Regions from separate parts of the Hermetia illucens genome. Here region 1 is linked to region 2. A link is a contact called in public Hi-C data. All regions are on one chromosome and are shown on one strand. The core of a region is the stretch at or near the end of the contact, and the rest is flanking DNA. Distances in the headings are between cores, read along the strand shown.

Region 1 (5,147 bases), core at 2,493-4,992, 410 kb after region 2:
GAAGAGCAAGGCCCAAAATAAGCTGTAGAGCCTCGATGAACCTGCATTTCCAGGACTATGTAGACGCCGGCGAAGATACCAACAATAAACCATTCTACAACGAAAAATCGAGCGAATCACAATGTTCCAGCTATAGATTAGATTAAGACCATCATCTACTCCTCCAACGGATTAGGCCCCTCCAGCAATCACGCAACGCTTCGGCCATGACTTCCCTCGCTCAATTGTACCATCACATTGCACCACGAATTGAGGGTTACTTCACTGGTGAGACTCTAATTCGTCTCCTTCATAATTGTCAGGAAGTGCAAAGTGTAGTCCTCACCCTCATTGCATTGACGTTTACAAAACAAAAATCTGACACATTTAAAACTACTGAAGCAGGAAATACTCGCGAATTTAGCAACGAAGTCGAGCATTTCAATGATCCTATTGGAGATTCCAAGCCTTTTGTTCGAGACGTCCTTTGAGACCCCAAGACGTTCCCAACTCTTGAAGCTCTCGCCGGAACATTCCTCTCGGACAATCTACTCAAACCATTGCAAAAATATTTTACAACGCTCTGTAAACCTACTCGCTACTGGGAGAATTTCCCGGGGGATTTTCTCAATAACCTACCACTGGTCATCACCATCAATACCCTTCCGACACTTTTTTAACTACGCAATACCGCACTAAGTCACTAGGTGTCAAGCAGTTAAGCTTCAGGGAGTCACTTAGTGCCAGTAGTGGTTGAAACCCAGCATCAGCCGATACATATTGTGGTAACCCAAAAATAATAAATGTCATCTAAAAAGATGCATGTCTCCAATCTACTCTTTTGTGGAGCGTGGAGTCTCCAGGCAGTTTCTTTGTTTTTATTGTATTTCCCCCTGAGACTACGCATTGGTTTCGTTATCACCACACTTAACGCTGTACAGCTAAAAAGCTCCAAATAGTAAAGCAAGCACCAAGCGAAGCACAAACATCCATGACAACTGGAATACGAACCCAGCGTATCACGGTTGCGAGCCTGACGCTCAACCCCCTAAATCATCGCGCTGTCGTTGGATAGTTTAACAACTTCCCTAAACAAATCACATCTCCTCAGGAGAACAAGAACATGTTTTTTGCCAAAGGATTCAAACCAATCAGAGAAGTTCCCAACTAATTCCATTAATTGCGTTTGTAGAATTTTTAAAGGATTTTTTTTTTTTGTTGATTTGGTTTCCCAAAAACTCAGGATTAGGAAGCTGCCGAATTTCGACAATTTAAGTTCATTTTGGGTCTACCGTGCTTTGTAGGAATGACTGGATAAGACGCTGTAGGAAATTTTTTTATTTAGAGATTGAGGAGTGCTAAGTCCGCATCGACTTAATGCCGGACCGGACCAAATAGAGACCAAGTTACTCTCACTCTTTTTGGACCACAGACCCCTCTTTTTTGGACACAAAAATTTTCTAACTCCGGTCAATCTTTAGTCTGAAGTGTGAGCGAATTCACGCTCGATATAATTCGCACCCATGTTGTGGTTTGCGAATTATAATAAGGAGCGTACCTGCCACCTCCCACCTGCGAACCGCTTTAATCACCCTGCTCCCAAAGCAGAGATGATGCAACGTCTGATGAGTTACCTATGCCCTAGTACGAAACCGTAAGCCGTCTTGGTCCCTTTTTAAAGCTCTAGGAATCTTTTGATCCTTTTTGACACTTCGTTACCAAATCACATCTCTGTGATACTCGTAATATCCGCGTAGTCACATGCACAAAAATTTGCGGAAACCTTTACCGGAAATAACTTGATAAGCAAATGAAGCCAAAAAACGACCCCCAAGGACACTGTAACATAAGATACCCTTCGAAAACCTAATAATCCCAAAATTAATGTTACTATCCTAAACCCTTCCCCAAAGTAAATATCTACTCACCAGAACTAGGTCGATCACTATACCGAGTGCAATAGACCCATGCCGGCCAAACTACAGGTCCACCGCTTCCATTGTTCACGCTGCCACCACTGCTGCTTCCACTCTCCGTCGTTGATCCACCCGAATTCGAAGCAGCCGCGGGGGTTGAAGAACTTGAAGGTGATGTAGCCGTGCAAGTGGAACTAGACTGGGACGACGACACAGCCGTCGCTACATTGAAATTAGGGCTAGACGATGCAGAACTTGGTGACGTGGCCGTCGGTACTGGATCAATGGATGTTCTTAAATTCACTGAAGGGGTTGAAATTGCACTATTACTATTTACACTTGATCCCGCTAGGAGCGAACTGGTCAAATCAATGGGAGCACCGTGTTTTTCACTGTTCGTTCGATTCGAAGTCCTGCGACCATTATGGGATGATTTACCACCACCGGCACTTTGTCCAGCTGCTCGTTTTAAAATCGGGTCGGTTATCCTTCGGCCAAAGTCTGCTTTAAGGATATTGTCTATGCTGAATTTCAGGTTTCTTTCGTTTAAATTGTTGTTTAGAAGCTGATGGGGTAACAGAGGGTGGTTGTGGTGCTGATGAAATTGATTAAGAGATGAAGGTGGTGACTGCGATAGCTCCCTCGAAGAAGACAGCCCGAAGGCAGTCAGTCTACTCAAGGCTGATTCCTCGCAAGTAAGTTGTGATGAGATTTTGGAAATAGCATTCAGGTGCGACTGGATTCCTCCAAAGCTAGAAAAGGTATTTGCATTTTCCGGTGGCCTGAATCCTACTTTGCACATATCAGGACTCAGGGCTCCATGGTGTAGCTGGAATGCACTCGCGCGAGCAACAGCCATGAACTGCATCTGCTGCTTCATCAACTGCTCCGCGTAGAGGTGGGATTTCCGTAAGAACTCTTCTTGCAGCCGAGTTGGACTCGGCCTTATAATAGATCCTGCCTGCATACCCAGACTTGAAGGACTGGACAACAGTCCTGGATCACCACTTTCCCTAATCGAATTAGAGTCACTGCTAGCATCATCGTTGCACAACGGCTCTGATCCACCTCTAACCCGGTTATCCTCTGATAAACTCGATAAGTTGTCCCCGCTCTCGCATTCATCAATCCCTTGATCATGATCGTTGCCTGTTCCACTGAACCTGCTTCGCTTGGATACCGACCCGGTGGCAGCACTTCCATTGTCACAACATTCTTCCTGACCTACAGAAAGTTCACTGTCATCACTACAACAACTCATACGGTCATTGATCTTATCACAGTTGTCCCGATTGTGATCGTGTTCCATATGCGAAAAACTACGCGTCCGTCGGCTTTCCTGATCAATTAAGACGCTAGAATCCATCCGGATTGGAGAATTGCCGCAATTCCGGCTATAGGAGCTTCCGGCACTGCTAATCCTGGGGCTGGTCACTTCATGGTGACGCTCGAGCAAGAGACTGTCAGACTGCCCCAGACCAACCCCAAGAGACGAAGGTGGCGATCCTGATCCTGTCGAGGAAGGCCGATCATTACAATACATGGGAATCGGCAAAACGAGCGGAAGCAAAGGGATCGGGCGTGTGGTCAATGTCGTCATTGGATGCAAGATTCTGGGTACAGTGAAGCTAGAAGAACTGCGATCTCAGTAGACGATAAGTGTCGTTACAATATCATAACTACGCTACTAGACACTCTAGTTACTCGGAAACTTCGTCACTTGTCTCACTTAGCCAACTTCCGGTAACGTGGGTAAACCAAGAACAATCACTGTTTTTGAACGCCTCAAATGGAGCCGAACCCCGCAGCAGAGACACACACCGTCATTCACTTCACCACGTCGTTTCAAGTCAGACCACGTCGTAGAACTGAGCCCCAACTGTCTCGATTGAATACAACGCGGGAGGCGGGCCCAGCCCCAATTTGCACTAAAATGCCCGCACCATAAGCACCTCCCCCATTCGCAACTCAATCGACATCAACCGGCCGAGCCAGGGGGCGGAGCTTCCGAACTTGTTCTCTTATCAGACACATGGCAACTCCCTTGGAAATTCTCACTCGTGATTGGCGGACGTAAATACCAAGGTAGGGTCGTGGCAAGCATATATAACGCACACAAACACGAGCCATCTTATATCTGAAAATAAAGATTTCCGGAAGGGATTTCGCTCGGCATGTGCATGTCAGATTCGTTTCCCCTGACGACTCTCAAGGGTTGGAATGGAGTCCGGTTGGAAGGATAAATCACGGCTTGAGTACATAGAACCAGTTCACATGCCGAACTCTAGCTGCTCTCCTCACTCAGCCAAGAAACAGTCTCCGTCGTTATCTACACATTCTACAATCTGAGCTTTCCAGATACTTTGAATAAATACCGAAAGCGAGAAAACATCTGCTGAAATAATTTCAGGAAGCCACGAACGGGAGAAACAGGCCGATATGTACTTGGAGATACTTTCCCGGGTTCCCTTTGTTTGGCTGCGTGGTCTCTGGTGTGTGTATCTTTCGTGTGCGAACGCTCAGATACTTCTCTCTTTTCTCCGCAGCTTGCAGATGCGCTCGCGGGTTGCGGTTAATGCTTCGCCCTACGGTGTGTGCACTCAACGTGAAAAGGAGGTTCGATAAAAAGGTGATGAGTTTGTTTCTTCTTTTGTGTGGTATTTCCATTCTTTTATTGTCGCGTTTGGTTGTTTTTCTGGGTTTTGTCTTGTTTTCTTCGTGCACTGAGAACAATCTTCTTTGGATTAATGCATTACGTGATGTGGATGTGATGTGTTTGTATGGCGGTGCACGATACGCACGGCTGCGTATTTTTTTACTTTATCTGCTTCACATATTAATTTTTTTTTCCATTGGGTTCTTTTGTGGATTGGAGAGGCTTTTTGACGATGATGCTTTAGTTGTGATGTGTTAATTCGATTAGCGAGGTTTTGACGTACATGTTGATATTGCAATGGCATTTAAGTTAGCTTTTCACAAGCGTGAACAATGGGGGTGAATAGGTCATGTGAGATACAGATTATACTGCATAAATGAAGTCTCAAATCAAACGAAGTTTACACAGCAATCTATCTGCGATTGAAAACTTGAGGGAGTATTTAACTGTTTTTCGAAAGTCCACGATGTTCAGTCCGAATTAATTGGCCAAAAGAAATAAGTTTCCATTGTTTAATGAAAAGCTTATTAGAATTAATAAGTAAAAAAGAAAGGAGTAATTTGGTTGAGCGTCAGCATCTCGATCTCGTTGTTCCG
Region 2 (4,878 bases), core at 967-3,466:
GTCCACTGAGAGCTAATCTTTCTCCGTCCATCACGCGCGCATTAAATTTCTTTTTTATGATTGTGTCCCCATCCTTATTAGGCCGTTAGGCAGTGTAACTCCTTCTGAATTGAAATTTTCGGTGGTATCAATCCGCCTCGAGACTTCACGTCTTTGTTAGAGTAGTTTACCCCGGATGGGTTTAATTTTGTTGACCATTGAGTTAAGGCACATGATAAAATGTTTGTGTCTTGACAGGGAGGTAATATTTGAGAACTAAGAACCTCGGCAGTCATCTCGCCGAACTGCTAGCATTCGGATTAGCTCTAGCACGTGCCGGTTCCTCATATTATCTCGCACAGTCGGTGTTCATGACTGGCTAGCTAACCTGTTAGGGGAGGCTGGTTGGTTGATTGGTTGCCTTGGTCACCATGTTGGTACCGAGGTGATACAACGCTATATTCTCATCGTAGCAGTCACCAGGGTAAAGAAGGCACGAAGGTGCCCAAGGAATTCATCGTTCGCATACTAATAATCCAGCTACCTATTGGCCATGCAGCCCTCCACTTCCACTTCGGCTTGGAGTCCTGTGAGTACCTTTTCCAGTGTAGGGAGAAAGATCCCCGGGCTGTCTCTTTGGCTTATCCCCCCGCCAGATGCACTTGCCCCTAACACATGACCAGCAGGCAAACAGAAACCCGTCAGGTGGATGAGTCTACCCCCAGCCCGGCCCTACAAACTCTTGGCCCGTCCAAATACGGTTTCTAACGCGAGAAGGTAGTGTGAGGACTTGCCGAATTATGTAACTTTAACCTGAAACATAATCAGACCAGACCGGCGCATATTCCGATATTTCGGGAACCACTTGTTCTCTTCATTGGTTTTAGACGTCAAGACGTATAGCACTAATGAAGGTAGAAGTGCTTCCCGAAATATCGATATTTGCGAATAAAATAAATAATAATAGCGAAAAAGCAAAAAATATCGAATTATTTCAAATAAAATTCTAAACTTAGAATCAGTTATTTCACTTTCAGAGCAGCATACATATGTAAATGAATTGTTTGCTCTAATTTCCAAGTTTTCTAATTTCTGAAAGTTCTAGCTTTCGAGCGACTACTGTATATGGATTCCAGTAGATTCAAAAACAAATTATCAAATCAATCTAATTAGTTTAGCGTTATCTTTTTATGTGAGTTGTATTAAAATTACTCGAACAAGGTAGGTTAAGATATAGAGAAAATATATATTATCCATTTTTTGACAATCCCCCGGTCTCCAGGAATCTAAAAAAACGTTTTCTTTCTCTCCCAGAATCATATTATTTATTCAAAATGTTGAAACTATTGGGAGCACATATTGTACGCTCCGTACTAATCCTTTCAAATTTTCTAATTGTGCAAACCATAACATAAATTTCATATTTTTCCGTTAAAGATAAAAGTATCTACCATAATTAGATACAACTTATCTTAACCCCTTCACCTGGACGCCCGTGACTCCTACCCAAAGCTTAAGCTTGCAATCTTCAAAGAAATAAAGTTGTCGTGAGTGAGACTCTGATTCCCATAACGAGCTGCCGTCACCTCAGATAAACGAAGAACGCTTCACTTTGCCCGGTTTCTGGTCGATTTCCAGCTCCATTCGTTTTCATCCAGTGCCTCAAATCGTAGCTCCACAAACGCATCTTTACATAACGCACACACATACACCCTACCCACCCACACTTTCACTGCGTGGAGGGCTCGGCTCGGCCGACGGGAACTGAACAAAACAATCCGAGATAGAGGCAAACAAACAAGATACAAGTCAATAGAACTCAAGAATAAATCTGAGCGGGAAAAGATTCGCTCTGATTCCTCCGAGCGGGAGAGAGATGGGTGCCTGGAATTAATCTAAAACCAGTTCCTAAACAAACATTCCACCAGCCCTCCGCCTCCCAGCCGGTTTTAATTGAGTTGTGTATCTTACTCCCTAATCCAGAGCGTGTACGAGGCGTTCCCGACCCAAGCCACGCCCCCGCACTACATTGTGTGGGTGCTGCCCCGTGCACCGGTTCTCTATGTATAGCTTAATCTCGGTATGACTACGCCTGGAAGTAGGGCTAATAGAGATACAACGGATACGGTGTCAGGTTGGTTGAGTACGCGGCCGACCGCCTGCAAGAGATTGGGTCGCCATCCGGTTTAGGACTGGGAGGTGCGTGCCGACATGTGTGGCCTGGGCCTGGGCATGATCTGGGCCGACCCATCGTCCACGTCGGATTGCTCAAATCCAGTCGTTCTCGTCGAGTTCTCACTCAAACGTCTGTCAGATTTCAGATGACATCTGACTGTGTCACACAGTGTAGATAGATAAGTGCGGTTTTTTCTTGAGACGGGATTAGATTTCCTCCAAGACGAGGAATTGAGATTTAAATTTAGTCATTTCGGATTATTGAGGTGTCAGTGCCACACGTCTGGTGTCGTCCGTCCAGCTCTTGTCTTAATTATAAATTGTCCACTGCTATGAGATGGAGTGAAGTGTTGGAAAGTGGTGAAAAGCTGTCCTGAAAGATAGATTAATAAGAAAACTCTAAAATCGACCTCTATCTCTCTCTGGAGTGATTGCTAAGGATATTTTTCGAATTTTAACGAGTCAAACCGAACACAGTGGATTCGAATGTGACTTTGTTCAAGACAGTGTCCTGTTGTGAAAATAAAGGAACGGTTGAGACAGAGTGGGTCACGTGTTGATAGTGCGCTTCGAATTATGGCTCTTGAAGATCGTGTTAGTCCACAAAGTGCCCCAAGTCCTCCAGGAGTCCCGCATTCCCCGCAAAGCACAGCATCACCTTCGATCCTCGATATGAGCCTTCATTCGCAATGTTTGCATAGTCCTCATCATATGGCGCACACCATATCAGAGGGTCATACTCATCTGATTCCCGCCTTCAGTCAAAAGATGTCGCCTCCAGTGCATAGTGAAGATCGTTTCTCGCCAGATAACAACGATGATGAAGATGAAGAAATTGTGATCAAAGAAGAGGAGGAGAATGACTCAGTGATAATGGACGAACAGGATCAACAAGAACAAATATCCGCGGGGATACAACCTCCACAGCTTCCTTGTATAAGTTTTTCGATTACGAATATTTTGAGTGATCGGTTTGGAAAGAGAAAAATCTGTGTTCCTGAGAAGAAGACAAATGGCACAATATTTCGTCCTTTTGAGATTTCAAGGCGAAGTCCTTCACCGCAACCTATTGTCGAGAAGTCAGCTTTCACACGACTTATTCCTGAAGTGATCGACTACAGTCGTCCTCCTCCTCCATCAGCTGTCCTTCCCAATCCTTTGATGATTGAGCGTGCCAACTTCCTAAATTGCTTTAATCCTGCCACATATCCGCGTATCCACGAGGAGATATTGAACAGTCGTCGCAATGGATGTCGCCCGAATGATATTAAAATGCCACCTTTGGGGAGTCTATGCAAAACGGTGTCACAAATCGGCCAAACTCCTTCGCTTCCACAACAATCCCACTGCCTTGCTAGTCCACCACCGTCTTCGTCGATCTCGTCGTCATCTGTATCCTCGACTTCCGCTTCTCCTGCTTCAGGATGTCGGGTTTCATCCGCGAATTCTGCTTTGAGTCCGCAACCTATGTCAGGAGGAACCCAATCGCTGAATGGACGCGATTCTGGTATGGAATCTTCAGATGATACTAGATCGGAGTCGGGAAGCACCAAAGATGATAATGGACAACAGTTGTGGCCTGCATGGGTGTATTGTACACGATATAGTGATCGGCCGAGTTCAGGTTAGTAAACTTGAAAATTTTTAGATTTTAGTTTGGAGTTTTTGGTAGTTCTACCAGAGAAGTAAACTGGGATTAGGTTTTGGTCAAGCGCCAATAAGTTGACGACAATTTTCTTCCTTGCTGGACAGATGTTGATTTTTTTGGTAGCTGAATATGTGTTAGGACGATTTTTAGTTTTAAGATCAGTTGAATGAAAGAGAGAGTTGTTTTGACAGTAGGGAATCCAAAATTTATGAGTGGAAACGAGGAAGTTTAGGAACGTTTTCGGGATAAAAATGAACCTTATGATTTCACGTCTAGAAAGGCAAGACTTCATACTCAGTTGGTTTTAAGGGCATGGACTGGGACGTGTACCAAATTGGGGAATTGAAATATCCCCGAGATAAGTGGCTGAAGTAACCGCTTTAGGCGTTTTCAAAAATTGAACTTAAAAAACGTTTACCATTTTTGGATTGATTTGGCAGCTAATATTAAAAGCAGAAAAAATACGGTTCCTCCCTTTTTGGTTATAATTTAGTTCATTTGAACAAATACCGTGTTTCGGGAATCAGTTGCTCCGTTCTTTGTTGCTTAGGCAGAAGTAAATACGAAGAGAAAACCAACTGATTCTCTAGACACAGCATTTGGATAAACTAAAGTGTAGTGAAAAATGGAAGAACCTACTTTTTAGAAGGACATGAACACAAAAGAATGGAAAATCTGTCTTTTTATAAGGAGAAAGATACCGAAGAAGGGAACAACTGATTCCCGAAATACCCTACGAGTTTGAATAAATTAAATTGTTGCCAAGAAAGGAAGAACCGCAGTTTTCACTTGGTTGTAGTATTTGCATAAACTAAAGTGTAGTGGAAAATGGAAGACCCTTCTTTTTTAGAACACAGAATCTTCTTTTAGAACAACAACAACCACCTTCTTTTGAGAACACAGAACAAGGGAAAATCTGTCTTTTTATAAAGAAAAAGATACCGAAGAAGGGAACAACTGATTCCCGAAATGCGCTACTTGTTTGAATCAATCAAATAGTGGCTAAAAAAGGAAGAACCACCCTTTTCACCAGGTTGTACCTCTGTTGACGACATGTTAAATTATTTTCCTTTTTA

What was found. Hi-C and Micro-C count contacts between places; a contact is called where the count stands out from the background.
Region 1: a contact with region 2 is called in a Hi-C map of an unstated tissue, with 10 times the contacts expected there. The contact joins the promoter of LOC119646908 here to the promoter of LOC119646972 in region 2. A contact is called at or near these places in 2 of 2 Hi-C or Micro-C datasets (an unstated tissue and whole body).

What each region holds. Positions count from the first base shown.
Region 1 is chr1:9,354,432-9,359,578 of iHerIll2.2.curated.20191125, forward strand. It overlaps LOC119646908 (homeobox protein invected), which reads right to left and starts at 3,743. Exons shown (of 4, transcript XM_038047578.1): 1 at 1,908-3,743. The coding sequence starts at 3,495.
Region 2 is chr1:8,945,102-8,949,979 of iHerIll2.2.curated.20191125, forward strand. It overlaps LOC119646972 (segmentation polarity homeobox protein engrailed), which reads left to right and starts at 2,217. Exons shown (of 3, transcript XM_038047676.1): 1 at 2,217-3,778. The coding sequence starts at 2,731.